Regions from separate parts of the Pan troglodytes genome. Here region 1 is linked to region 2. The links are chromatin contacts, called in public Hi-C maps. All regions are on one chromosome and are shown on one strand. The core of a region is the stretch at or near the end of the contact, and the rest is flanking DNA. Distances in the headings are between cores, read along the strand shown.

What was found. A called contact is a pair of places that touch in the nucleus more often than the background predicts.
Region 1: a Hi-C map of stem cell-derived neural progenitor cells shows a contact between it and region 2, with 4 times the contacts expected there. The contact joins two enhancer-like sites. A contact is called at or near these places in 2 of 7 Hi-C or Micro-C datasets (blood and stem cell-derived neural progenitor cells).

Annotation. Positions count from the first base shown.
Region 1 is chr9:123,669,356-123,675,800 of NHGRI_mPanTro3-v2.0_pri, reverse strand. No RefSeq gene overlaps it. Among named protein-coding and RNA genes, the nearest start is that of SORL1, 280 kb to the right of the region's middle. Within about 2 kb of position 4,425, at least 17 of the 24 cell types and tissues checked have an H3K27ac peak or open chromatin away from gene starts, as enhancers often do. A contact at or near this core is called in stem cell-derived neural progenitor cells, where this site is marked.
Region 2 is chr9:123,599,618-123,606,414 of NHGRI_mPanTro3-v2.0_pri, reverse strand. No RefSeq gene overlaps it. Among named protein-coding and RNA genes, the nearest start is that of SORL1, 210 kb to the right of the region's middle. Within about 2 kb of position 1,959, at least 13 of the 24 cell types and tissues checked have an H3K27ac peak or open chromatin away from gene starts, as enhancers often do. A contact at or near this core is called in stem cell-derived neural progenitor cells, where this site is marked.

The sequences.
Region 1 (6,445 bases), core at 3,176-5,675, 67 kb before region 2:
GAAAGGGAATGCCTGACACCTGCCCTGACTTTTCCTGTTTAATATACTCACTTCCGTCCCTCTCAATGCCATTATTCTGTCCATTGAGCATTTCCTCAGGGACTCCTTGTCTCCCTTCATCCCAGGTACTTAATGCTCCCCTGGACAGCCCTGAGGTGGTTAGGTGAGTAGAGATAAATGCTTAAAGCACACAGAGGGTGGCCCAAGGCACTGTATAATTAAGGGTTGATTTGCATGGTGTCTGTTCTAAGCTCCAAAACTAACTTAGGGGAAAATTCCTCTTCTGAGGGGAATTAGCGGGGAGGTTTCCCTGAGCTAATGGGGTGAGTATATTTTGAAGAACTGAGAGAATTTGATCAGCAGAGACACAGAAGAGGACAATTCCGTAAAGAGGGTGTCTTCACCAAAGGCACAGAATCAGAAAAGCACCAAGCGTATGGGGAAAATAAAAAAGTATTAGATATAGCTACCATTTGTTGAGCCTCTTTACCACCAACTTTACACCTACTTATTTATTCAAATTCAGGACATCTCCTAATTTCACAGATAAGAAAATGAAAACATAGGATGATTAGGGAACTTTTTCAAGGTCTCCTAGCTAGCAAATGCAGAGTTGAACTTTGTGTCCAGGTCCTTAACTCACACACTTGCAAAGCACACCATAATGCTATTGCCCCAGGTTTCTGCAGATGAGATTGCAACAGGGTCTTAAAGTAAGGCATTTTTAGCATACAACGAGATATCAGTTAATTTATTAATTAGTTAAAACAGACAAAGGGATTGTTTAGAAAAATTGAAATGACGTAGAATGAAAAGTAGGGAGACAAGAACATAAAGGACTTTGAATAACATCCTAAGGGGTATCAATTTTATTACAGTAGAGGAAAGTCATTAAAGTTCCTAGAGTAAAATCATGTGAATGTGAAAGAAATGTTTTCAGATCATTCTGACCTGGATGAACAGAGTAAACTAGGTGGGAACCAACAGCAGGGGTAGGGAGTAACAGGATAATAGTATATTGTATTAGTTCCAACAAGGGTCCATTTCAGTATCTAAACTAAGGGGACAGTAGTGAGAATAAAATTTTGGAAAATATTCAAGAGACATTATGAAAGAAATATGCTGAAGACCTAGTGTCTAGTAGAATGAAGGACTGAGAAAGGTGAGCTAAGAAAAGAGAAGAGAGTTCTAAGGGTGAGGCCTTGGTCCTGGGGAAAATAGTGGATCTGTGACGGAAGTCAGGACAGAGAACTGGAATGAGGGTGGTCAGCTCGTCAGTACAGTGCATCTGAGGCTTGAGATCTGGTGGGACTTGCAGGTGTTGTGAGATCTGTACAACAATAGTAAAAGAGCAAGGGATTGAGATCAGAGAACCAAACCTTGGGCAACAGAGCAGATGGTTAAGTGCTTGAACTCTACAGTCAGACAAAGCAGACCAGGATTTGACACCCACCAGCTCTCTGAGACTCAGGTCCTTCCTCTATAAAATGAAACGATTAATGTACCTGGTTTATAGGGCTGATAGGAGGATTAAAATGCACAATAAGTACTCAATAAATGTCAGCTCTGATTATTGAGGCATGTGCATATTTTGGGAGAAGGACAAGAAAAAGAAGCCTGGGAAACCCAGATGAGCAACAGCCAGAGAAATTTGGAAAAGACTTAGAAAGTGCCACATGGCATAGGCCTCAGAGGACTTAAGGAGAAATTGATAAAGATGGGATCAGAATGGGCCGCTGACATTGTCTATCAGTGGACTGAAGGAGAAAAAGCCAGATATCAGGGGACTGAAGAGATATGGGCAACGTCACAGCAGAGGCAGTAGATATAGACAAATGAGGTAGAAAGTAAAAGGAAAGAATTACTAGAAAAAGAGCAAACTCAAATGAAGATTGATTTTCAATATCAAGAAGACTGGATTATGATTGGACAGAAGTAAATCAAGTAAAGCTCCACTAAACAAGGAGATATAAAATACACTTATGAGGAAAAAATGATAATTAAGGAGCAAAACCCCAGATGGAGGCAGAGGGCAATGAAGTCAAGGGCAAATGTGGATGAATTAACCTGGGAAATAGAGAGGAAAATCTTATCTGCAGAGGATGGAGAGGAGACAAAGATAGAATCAGGTATAAGAAGAAAAAAATGACTGGTGTTCTGAGGCTCGATGGATGGTAGGAAAAGATTTGACCCTACAGCTAAGACACTCCAGTCCTTTACACTTCCTTTAGTATTGACCTGTGAGAAGCATAACCAGTGGCCTCAGATGGCATGGAAACGAGCTAGTCACATCACTCATTCCCGCTTGGCCCCAAGTCGAATACGCATACACAACCTTACTGACAAAGGGAGAACATTTTTGTTCCATACAAGTAAATAGAATCCAAACGGGCTGTTCTGGGAGCTTCTCTCAGTTGCCACCTCCCCAAAATATTGTTCCAGATGCCTGGTAATAAGGGATCCCCAGGGTATTCCAAAAAAACTAAAGAAGAAGTTGAAAAGTTTAGATTGTGGACTTGGTGAGGGGTGTGGCCGTCACTGAACACAGTCTGGATCAATGATTTCTATGAAAACTTCCAATGCCCCAGTTCTGTGATGCATGTGGCTTTGAAGACTTGAGTCTCACAGGGGCCTAATTCAACATTTGGCAATCCTTTAGAGTATGTGGTGCTTGGCATTTTCATCGCTTCATTATTTAAAGGGCAATTCATTATGTGCAATGGAAACAAATAAAACTCTATTTCTGACATTTCTAAATCTGAACCCTGAACCCTCAATAAACCTTCCAGTTTCAAAATAATTATTTAAGCAAAGCCCTGGTGTATTCACTCCAAACCATTGAGTGGTGTTCCTAATGGTTGGTGAGGCAATCTCCAATGCTGAGACTTGGGTATTGAAACTTCCCTGAAGAATATTAAATAGTCCCCTACGCTGCAACCCATTAAAGGCAATCTTGTCCTCACAGGCCTCAATCAAATTTGCACAGCAATTAGTCCTGCACGGGGTTTGATACATTTCTTAATTATAAAACAACTTTGTACTCTATTGGCCCGTTCAGATGGGTTAAGAGAACATTAATTACCTCCTCCTGAGACATCAAAGAGTTTTTTTTTTAATCCCCATTTTAGGGATGAATAAAGCAAGATGTCGGGAGGAACTAATGTCTATTGAGCACCTACTATGTGTTCAGTGGACTTTGTGGTGATTTACAGACATATAAATAAGCATTTATTATGAGGTAAATTATTACTCCTGTTTTACAAAGGAGGAAAACAAGTTTAGAGAAGCTGGATTATCTGACGTTGTTCACATTGCCAGTACATCGGTTGGTCTGCCTGAAAATCGTGTTTTGTATGTGGTGGCCCTTGAAACTGATGATGTCCTCCCTGACTTTCTAAAATTATTGAGGCCTGGCTTGGTGGCTCATGCCTGTAATCCCAGCACTTTGGAAGGCCAAGGAAGTCAAGGTTACAATGAGCTATAGACCTGCTCCTGCACTCCAGCCTAGGAGACAGAGCGAGATCCTGTCTCTAAAGTGAAAATAAAAATAAAACTGTTACTCATCATGCTTTTTTTGAGCACTTTGTGTATGCCAGACAGTGTGCTGGGGCACTGAAGAATAAAATGACTGGGTCCCTGTTCCCTGCGGACCAGCCATGAGACAAACATCTCCTCTCTGGCGCTTCTGTAATGGAAAAGCTGTGGGAATGCTGAGCAGGGAGTCAGCTTAGCTCAACCAGCTCAACCCGGAGTGGGCGCGGCCCTCAGAGTTCACACAATCTAAGGTGCGTCTCCCCCGGCTCCAAATCCCCTGGAAATCGTCATCTCTCCATCTCACCCTGGTCTTAGGCATTACACAGGGAAGGAAGTTAAAACATGTCAGGAACGAGCTCCGGCAGAAAAAGAACCCAGGCATTCTTGTGGCCCCCGCTTTGGCATCAGAGAGTCCCAGCCTCCTCCTTCCCTTCGCTTGACTCAGGCAACCCCTCCTCGCGCTCTCTGCAGCATCCCTCCCCCACCTTCAACCAGTCTCGATTCTTTTTCTTTCATTGTAATCTTCCTAAATTGCACATTTCATAAGACCTTCAGGAAAAAAAGTCAGGAAATGAGGTTTAGAGGAAGAGGGGGGCGGAGAGTAGGGGGCCGGGTGGGGAGGGTGGAGGGGGAAGCAAACTCCAGGAGAGCTAGTCTTTCATTATCACGACCTGTTAGGCGCATATCCCATCCCTCTCCCTGTGCCACCCTCTCGCTGGATGCGAGCCATCCTCCGGGCTAATGAGCAGAGCACAGGAGATAACTAATCCTAATGCAATTACCGCTCGGCATTACACTGATAGGTTTGAGGCGCTCCCTGTGTGCCCCGCAGCCTGAGACAGGCTTGTGCAGATGTGCCTTCGTCTCCTGTCGGAGACGTTTTGACAGCTGTATACAGTGCCGGGCCCCCTCCCCCACGACAGCATCCCGGGAGAGTGATCTTTTAACAGCGAGTCCCCATGAAGCCTGTCGGAGGTGAAATGAAATCTTAGCAGCTTGGGGGAAGCCTGGTCGGGCCGTGCGCGTTCAGATGCTATTTCCAGGGCGGTGATGGAAGCGGCGGAGACGCGGGCCCCTTCTCTCCGGCCGCCCCCCACCCCCGCCGCTTCCTGAGAGCCTCACGGAGTGTTTAAACTGCAGTGAAAAATTAGAGTGCGCAGGCCCGGCCCTCTCCTGGCGGAGCTCTGCGCTCCCGTGATAGGGGGATGGTTTGCAGCACACATGTTCCTTTGTTTGGCGGGACCACGTGCTCTGTTTGCACAGCAGCATGTGGTACCACTGGAGGAAATCGAACCAACACTGAAAGTTCAAGGAACAGCCAAGCTCTGCTGGGAAGCGGCTGCGTCAGGGCCGGGATGAAGTGAGGAGGCAGGAGGCCGGCTGGACTCCCTCCGAGAAGCAGGGGGTGGTGGGAGGGGGACAGTGGGGCCAGCGCTATTTGGGATAAAGGGGACTGCAGGTTGCTGGCACCGAGCGCTCACTGGGAGGGTTTTCTGCAGTAACCAGCCAGTCCTGCCTGGGATGGGAAGTGCACTTTGGTTATGATTATAACCGCTTGTATTTGAAAGAGCTTTATAGTTGATAAAGGCTTCTCGCAACCTTTTTTCATTTGATCCCTGTAAAATCATGTGATGCTAAAGTAAGTGCCTCTCTTTCTTGAGGTAAAGAAGGAGAGGGGAAGGGCTGGAACCCGTCAACCCTTGGCCGAGTGTCTGACCTTCCAGGAGGCCTAGTGGGGCAGCTCTGACCACGCTGATGACAAAATGCATGAAACAGTAATCGTTTGTCTTCTGCACATTGCGCACTCTCTCTCTCTCTTTCTTTCTCTCTCTCTCTCTCCCCCCCCCCCCACCACACACACCCCGCCCTCTGTTTAATTACAGAACAGTATATGCTGTGGGTAAAAAAAAATTCAAACAATACAGAAATATGAGATACATACGTATATAGTATAAAATGGAAAGTCTCCAAACTCAAATTTCCTAAATAGCCATGGTTAAGAATTTCAGTCATTTCTTTATTTTTCCACGCATATCTGAACATATTTATGCAATTTATCAATATATGCATTTTTATTTAAAAAAATAGGAAATTACTACACATACCATTAATTTTCACCATATATCAAAGATGTCTTTCTGAAACAGAATATATAAATCTGTAGCATTGTTCTTTTTAAGAGCTGCATTATATTTCTTTGTATGGATATACCATTACATTGTTGAATAATCAGATAGTTTCCAGTTTTTGTTTATACAACGTCAAACTAAACAGATTTCAACATATGTCGCACACTGTGAAAGTATTATTTTAGGAGGAATTTCTAAAATTGCTCATTCAAAACAGTGTTCAGTTAAAGCGAAGACACATTTTAAATTTCAATAGGCATGGCCAAATCATTCAATAAAAATGTGACACTAAATTATAAGACACATAGAGAAGTTAACTGTTAGTGTATGACATTAGTGTATGAAAGTTAACTGTTTCCATACACACCTGACCTGGGTACTGCAAATTCAACAGAATGAAAAACTGATATTTATAAAGAATGAAGCTGAGCATATTTCTTATAAAATTTTTAGTGGCCATTTGTCAATTTGATTCTATAAGTTACCGTGTCTATTTTTTCTATTGGTCTGCTTTTCTTTTCTTATTAATTTGAAGAAATTCCCTTTAATATTTTGCAAGATTTTTTCCAGTTCATTTACAGTTTTTCAATTGTTATAGAAATATTCAGTACTTAATACAGTCAGATTTGTCAATCTTTACATTTATGGTTTTTAAGTTTCATGCCATGGTTAGAAAAACTTTCCCAAACTTCCAGAAAATTAAAATATTCTGCTATATTTTCATTTAACATCTTTTTTTATCATTTTATTTAGCAGATTTTTATTGAACAAGTAACATAGGC
Region 2 (6,797 bases), core at 710-3,209:
CAAGGAGGTCTTATACAGAAATTCCATACTTGGACTTGAATTTGTGTGACCTTGGCTGAGCCGCTTAACTCTTAGGAACCTCATCTGTAAATCAAGGGAATTTGGGTTAGAAATGCAGTGATTTTTAAATTTTGTTTTTTAGCTTCTAGCTGTACATTACAACCACCTGGGCAGAGAGTAAAATCATGACCCCTATCCCCAACCCCTTTTCATTGTGATTTCAGCAGCTCTGGGGGTAGGGTCCAGGCAATTCTTAAGTACGCAAGACTGAGAATTTCTGGATTATAGCATGTCCAAAAACTGATTCTCAGAAGGGAATAAAGTAAATGAAGCAATGGAAAGGAATACTGGAATTCCTTAGCCATTCTACGCACACAGGCCTCGAACCATTGTACTCACCTGAATGCCTAATTTGCCTATTTCCCTCCAAGGCCAAGTCCCCTCTAGGATCAGGGTGAGGCTCCCGCCAAGACAATCAGCACTTTCCCAACAATCTGCAGGGACACATGTAGTTTTCAGACTGAAAGGAGGATAGCAGGAAGTCTGGGTCCCTAAACACTCTGGAGGTATTGGACCAGATGAGTGCAGGTCCCACCATCTTTCCTATGCCTCCTCCACACAGTGGGGTGGCCCCTGCAGCAGGTAAGTGACGAGCGAGGCCCCAACCACATCTAACAAGATGGCCACTCTGTCTGCCTGGCTGGCTGATGCCAGCACCAGCCACTAGCTCCCGACATGCAGGACTTAAAGCATCTGCCAGACTGGTGCCAGCTTTTGATCAGTACCATGTTGAGACAGAGACCTGCAGGGAAACGGTCAGGCTCCCTGTAGTCGACTAGCAGGAATCTTACTGAAGAATTTGAGCACAGATTTAAAAGTGAGGTGCAGGCAGGGGGAAGGGGTGTGGGAGACTGCTTGACAGAGGCTGTCTTTTCAAGGCCAGGTTATTCCATCTCTGCTAAGGGAAGAGACACCCTTTCCTGGCTGGTGGTTGGAGCAGGATTTCTGGGCTCCCTTTGTACATTTTGCTGCTCTGCCCTGGGGGTCAGAGGGAGTCTTTTAGCCTCAGCTCATGCATCTGTAATACCCTGAGACCACCGGGATGGGTCCCTAGTCTCCCCCGTGTCCAGCTCCACGGTGTTGCAGTAAAACCACAGCAGGGCCGTTTACAAGACACTTGACGACTCCAGCCAGTCCACTCGCCAGAGGGCCTGCAGGAGGGCTCCTGCCTTCTAAACGAGTCCTCTGCGGCCTAGGCTGCTGTCCTCAGGAAACCCAGTCTACATCCTTGGCAGACATTCAGAGTGCCCCTAAAAGCTGTGTGCTAAGATGGGGAGCCCCCTCCTCCACTGCCCCCTTCCTGGGACACCAAGCCAAGTGTTAAGCAGAGGCCCAGCCCCAGAAACAACGCGTTTTGTGTCTGACAATAGCAGCCTACGTGACTTGAAGGACTCTGCTGTTGGTAAACCAAATGCACGCCAGTTTTGCTTATTTGCTCTAACCTTCAAAGAACCTAGAGGTCCCTTCCTAGTTCAACAAATAAATCCAGTTCCACTCTAGCGGGCCTCCTGGACAAAGTTCCATTGTTACGCCTTCCCTGAATGTCCACTGCTCGCTCCCTCTCAGGCACCCTAGCCCCACGCCTGTTCACCCTTCTTTCGTTTTGGGATAAATCAGCCTCCTTTTTTTGTTTTGTTTTGTTTTGCTTTAATTCTTTCAAAGGGTAAGGAATGTTGACACCCCCGAAACATGCCTCTGATGTCTGGTTAGACTTCAGACGGCTGTATTTGAACGTGCGCTGACGCAGTCGGGCAGATTGGGTTAAACCAAATATTACAATTGCAAGAACTCATCTGGAACTAATAATTTTGAGGCCACCGAAAGTAAAAGGGCCCTGCTTTGGGGCTGGCCAGCGGCAGAGGCCAGCTCGGGCCAATGCTGCCACCTGCCGAGGGCGCCGGGAACAGGGTGCGCCGCCGCGGCCTTCCTGTTTTGTTCTGGCCCCGCTCACCGGCTCCCACGCAGACAGGTTCGCCAGCCAGCCAGACCAGGGCTATTTTAAAAGGCTAGCGCCTCTTCCCAGCCCTTGGTGTAAAGATAGCTAGTCTGGCTGTCCCGTGTCTTCGCTGAAAAAAAAGACAACTTCCCAATTATAGAGCCGGGGCTGGCTACAAAGGCAGTTGCAGTTGGAGTCCGATTAAACATGTGCCGGGTGGATTACACAGATCATGTGTCAGTGGCTCGCCTAGGAGGAAGGCTCGTTTAAGTTCAGGATTTTTATTTTGCGGGGGATGATGGGGACGTACAACTCTGGGTTATGTCGGCGCATTGCTGAACTGCGAGTCACATGCCAGATCCAGAAATGATGAAAACATCTGTTTTTGCTTTAGACCAGCGAGGCTCTGGCGGTGGGGAGGGGCGCGAGAGGGACGGGAATGGCTTTGCTCACCAGCACCATCTGCTGAGCCTGCTGTGGAAACGCGTGCGTCCCCAGCACAATGCAGGTTGTCACTCGCCCCAGGAAGGGGGAGATCAACAGGTGGGGGTCTCTGCCGGGGCGATCACTCTCCATGGAGGACAGCCCCGATTGTGCCCTGGGGACTGTGCAATCCCGTATTGTCTCGGAGTGTTCACAACAAAGAGCTTTGTCCCTGGGGACTGCCCGAGGGCAGAGGAGGAGGAGAGAGAAGCAGCAAATGAATTCCCAGGTTGGGAAGGAAGGAGGTAAAGGGGGAGGGGAGTAGCTCCTTAGTGGTTTGCAGACAGTAAAAATTTGCTGTTCTTTCTGGCTGAAATCTACCAGAACAAAGGAACCACGTCTCTAGGAAAACTCCCAGCTGCACTTCCCCCCACCGTCCCTCTTGCCTGCGATGGTAGCTTTTGCTCGGCATGTCTGAGAATGTTCCAGTATTCACAGAGACCTTTCTGGTCTCTATGACCAAAGTATTCACAGAGACCTTTCTGGTCAGGCAGGGCTTGACCAGCCCTTCAACGTGCAATCCTCCCAGCTTCAAGAACCCAGCAATGGGATGGTTCTGAATCGGAGCCATACTGACAGCCAAGCCAACGGCATTCTTTCGATGTACAGCAAATATTTACTGCCTGCCTGCTAGGTGCCCGGAACTCACTCAGCACAACTATTTGTCATACAGTTTAAAAAACAATACAAATATGTCAGAGAAAAATGTATGTTTAGTGTCAAGTGCGTGTTTGAGACAATGACAGCTCTGAGTTCAGAGGCAAGGAGAGGATTGCAGACCTCGAATCTACCTTTCCTCAGTATTTGGGGGCAGTTCTGAGAAGAAGCTGGATTCCTCCAGCTTGTGTTTTGGGTTGTGTAGTCAAATCCCCTGAGTAACTGATTTTAATCAACCTGCTTCAGCTGTGACCTCCAGCCCTCTGGCGTTAAAGATAAATCCTCTACAGTTCCCATCCAAACGGCATCCATTACTCACAATCAGAATTGGGTGGGGACCTAGATTCCACTCCCAGGAATCTCCTCTGGGCCAGGTACAAAATTCTGAGCTACAACCAGATGAACAGTACTTCCCAACAACACACAGAGAGGTTAATCCAAGGGAGAAAAACCTGGGTCAAATGAAAAGCACGAGGCTTGCAGACCTCATTAAGCACAGTGCCTCCCTTTACACGCAGCTACCGAACACGCCCTCAGTTCTCTGCTGCCCACAGCTGAGGTTCCCAGAAGAGCAAATGCTGCTGATCCGGACCGAAGTTAGTCTCTTCCGTAGGCTCATTTTTGCCCACTTACCTATAAACTCCCAAGTTCAAAAAGGAAAGGGATCCTCTCCATTCCATCCCTTCTTCCATCCATTTCACTCCCAAATAAGTATAGAAAGAGCTGCCATTTGCGTGGGAATGGGAACTTGACGCTAGGGGATAAGTCAGAAAAAAGCCTCCTTCCCATTTTACAGCTGGACAAAAAATGTAAGAACCATCCCGATCCTCACAGAGCTTGCCGCCAGCTATATCCCCAGTGGCCACATCCGTTCCCACAGGACTCACGTTCTCAAATTATGAGGGCGCAAACTAATCCCCAAAGCCATCTACAAGTCCGTTGGTCAGTCACCTGCTCCGCTCTGATGTTGAAAGATTACTAGTTCAGGGGAGCCATGCAAATCAACACAATCAACTTCACTTTTTGTTTCAGGCCTCAGAAGATTAGAACATGAGACAGCACTTTAATCTGGTTTGGTATTGGGCTGATGTGGAGAGTTCTGATGAATTTTCTTTGTTTTATAAACTGAGGAAACCTTGTCACTGACCCGTATTTCTTTTCTGGACTCTTCTTGACAGTTTTCCTCATTTCTATCTGGTTTTGCAACAGGTCTGTGTTTGAATCTATTGAGGGCTGAAATTTTTCATGCTGCCTTGACAACTGTGAGCCCAGAATTTAGGGTGTTTTGTCAACATTCGGCAAAATAAAATCTCTGAACTAGGCTCCAGCAAGAGGGTAGAAAAACTGCAGATGAAAAAATATGTGGCATGAAAATAAACTTTGGTGATTTTGTGCTTTACTAGGCTTAGGATGCCAACCTCCCAACTATTTTTCCAGGCCTATATAAGACTCTCTTTTTCCTCATTATAAAAAATAATTTCTGTTGCCCCACTTCACGCCATACATCTTGGTGTGATTCTCTTCACACAGAGAAATAACCTTTGTTCAAAGCTCTGCTCTCCTAAGCTGCACTAAATTCTGCAAGATCACTCTCCACATACAAGATTAGCACCTCCTTTCCAGCTCCAAATAGACTATAATCCAAAAGCTGCTCTTTTAAATAGAGGTTCCTTTTATGCTTAAATTCCTACATAAAAGAAACATCAATGCTACTGCTAGTCTCCCCAGTTAAATCCGATTTGCAAGAAATGCTGCATGCTCAAAAATCTGGGTGTGAACTGAAGTCTGGGCTAAGGGAACGCATTTGGGATTCTCCAGTCATTCTCTATCTGGAGGGCCCTCCAGTGGCCAAAATAATACCTGATATAAACAAAGACCACCAAAGCAAGTGTTACAACAAAGGCAGAGGATGGACGCTGGCCTGCATTTAAAATGCTGCATGTGAGCCCCACATTTGCCCCTTAGAGGTGTGTCTCATTTAAAGAAAGCCAAGACAGAATCTCAGCTCACAAAACGAAGACATTATTTGCATTACAAAAGGACCCTTCACTTGATTAAAAAGAGGCAGGTTTGAACTCCATTAAACGACAACTCCCCCTAATTTCTTTAAGATTCTATTGAATTTGCAGGAAATAAAAAGACTGACATACAAATTTGCAGAATGCATGTGCGGCGTAAAACAAGGTACATTTGTAGTCACTCTGCACTACCTGACCTACCCCACCCACATCTCCACCTCTGAAAGCCTAATAAGCACTCTGACCATGAGACACGGGGGGAAAGTGCAGGTCAGAACCTGTGGAGGTAAGATCTGAAGGCTCAGGGCAAGTTCAAGGTGCTCGGAGCCCAGAGCTGCCCTTCTGGAGGACTGTGAGGGAAGCAGCCATTTGTTCCAATACAATTTGCTCTGGACCTGAAGGATGCTGTTGGTTTTCCAGAAGGAAAGTTCTAGCTCTGTCGTGTATTGTCATCTTATGACACGCAGGCATGCCTCACTTTCCACAGGTGTAAAATGAATGGGTGGACTACACAAGCCAGATACAAATTCTAGAACCTTGGACTCCCAGACGTCATAATGATCTTTTTTCCCTCGGAAGCATTGGGCATGAAGTGGGGAGAAAGGGGGGAAGGAAACTTTCTCCCATTAAGTCCTTTAGGTCCTTCTGACTTCTGCTTCTGCACCTCACCCTGACTCCAGTCCCCCAACCAACCTGTGACCTGCAGCAGCACCAAATTTCAGCACCCCACCACAGACCACAGTCTTCACACAGCCACCCTCACCTCACTCCCTGCTAGGCAGACTCCTCCTCATTCCTCATGGCCCAAGTCAAATGCCAGTCCTACCCTTAATCATTACCAACTTCCCCAAACACTGGGCTGTTTTCTTCCCCGCTTTATGTCCCAACAGCACTGTGCACCTGCCTCGGTCCTGGCGCTTGGCCATGCTGGTCCTCTCCAGCCTGAGGACTACAGGGCAGCCACTGCCTCCTTTGTAGCTACATCCCCAGGGCTTAGCATAGTGCTGGGGACATGAGGTGAGTAAACGGGGAATGAAAGCAAGGGATTCCTGAGAGCAGAGCTCCTTCCATTCCCTTGGGAGATGAGACAGTGGTTGGGGTCAGCAATCCCTTCCCCAGGCCTGCTCTGACCCAGGGCCATAGGCTTCCACTGCCAGATGCTGGGAGAAACAGAACAATGGTCCCTCCCTTCTGCACAGTGTGGTGGTGGTGATGGAGGGATGTCTTGTCCTCCCCATTCCTCTCTTTCAATCAAGCACCCGCCATCGGTCAGATCCCCCTTTGTGTTATAATGATCTGTGCTAGAGACTGAATATTTGTATCCCCCCAAAATTTATAGGTTGCAACCTGATCCCCATTGTGATGGTATAAGGAGGTGAGGCCTTTGGGAGGTGATTTGGTCAGGAGGGCAGAGCACTTATGAATGGGATTCATGTCTTTATCAAAGGGACCCCAGAGAGCTCCCTCACCCCTTTCTCCATGTGAGGACACAGCAAGAAGTCTATGAACCAGGAAGTGGGCCCTTATCAGTCATCAAATCTGCAGGTGCCTTGATCTCAGACTTCCCAGCCACCAGAGCTGTGAGAAATACATTCCTCCTGTGAATCTGCCACCCATTCTGTGCTATTCTGTGACAGCCCCAA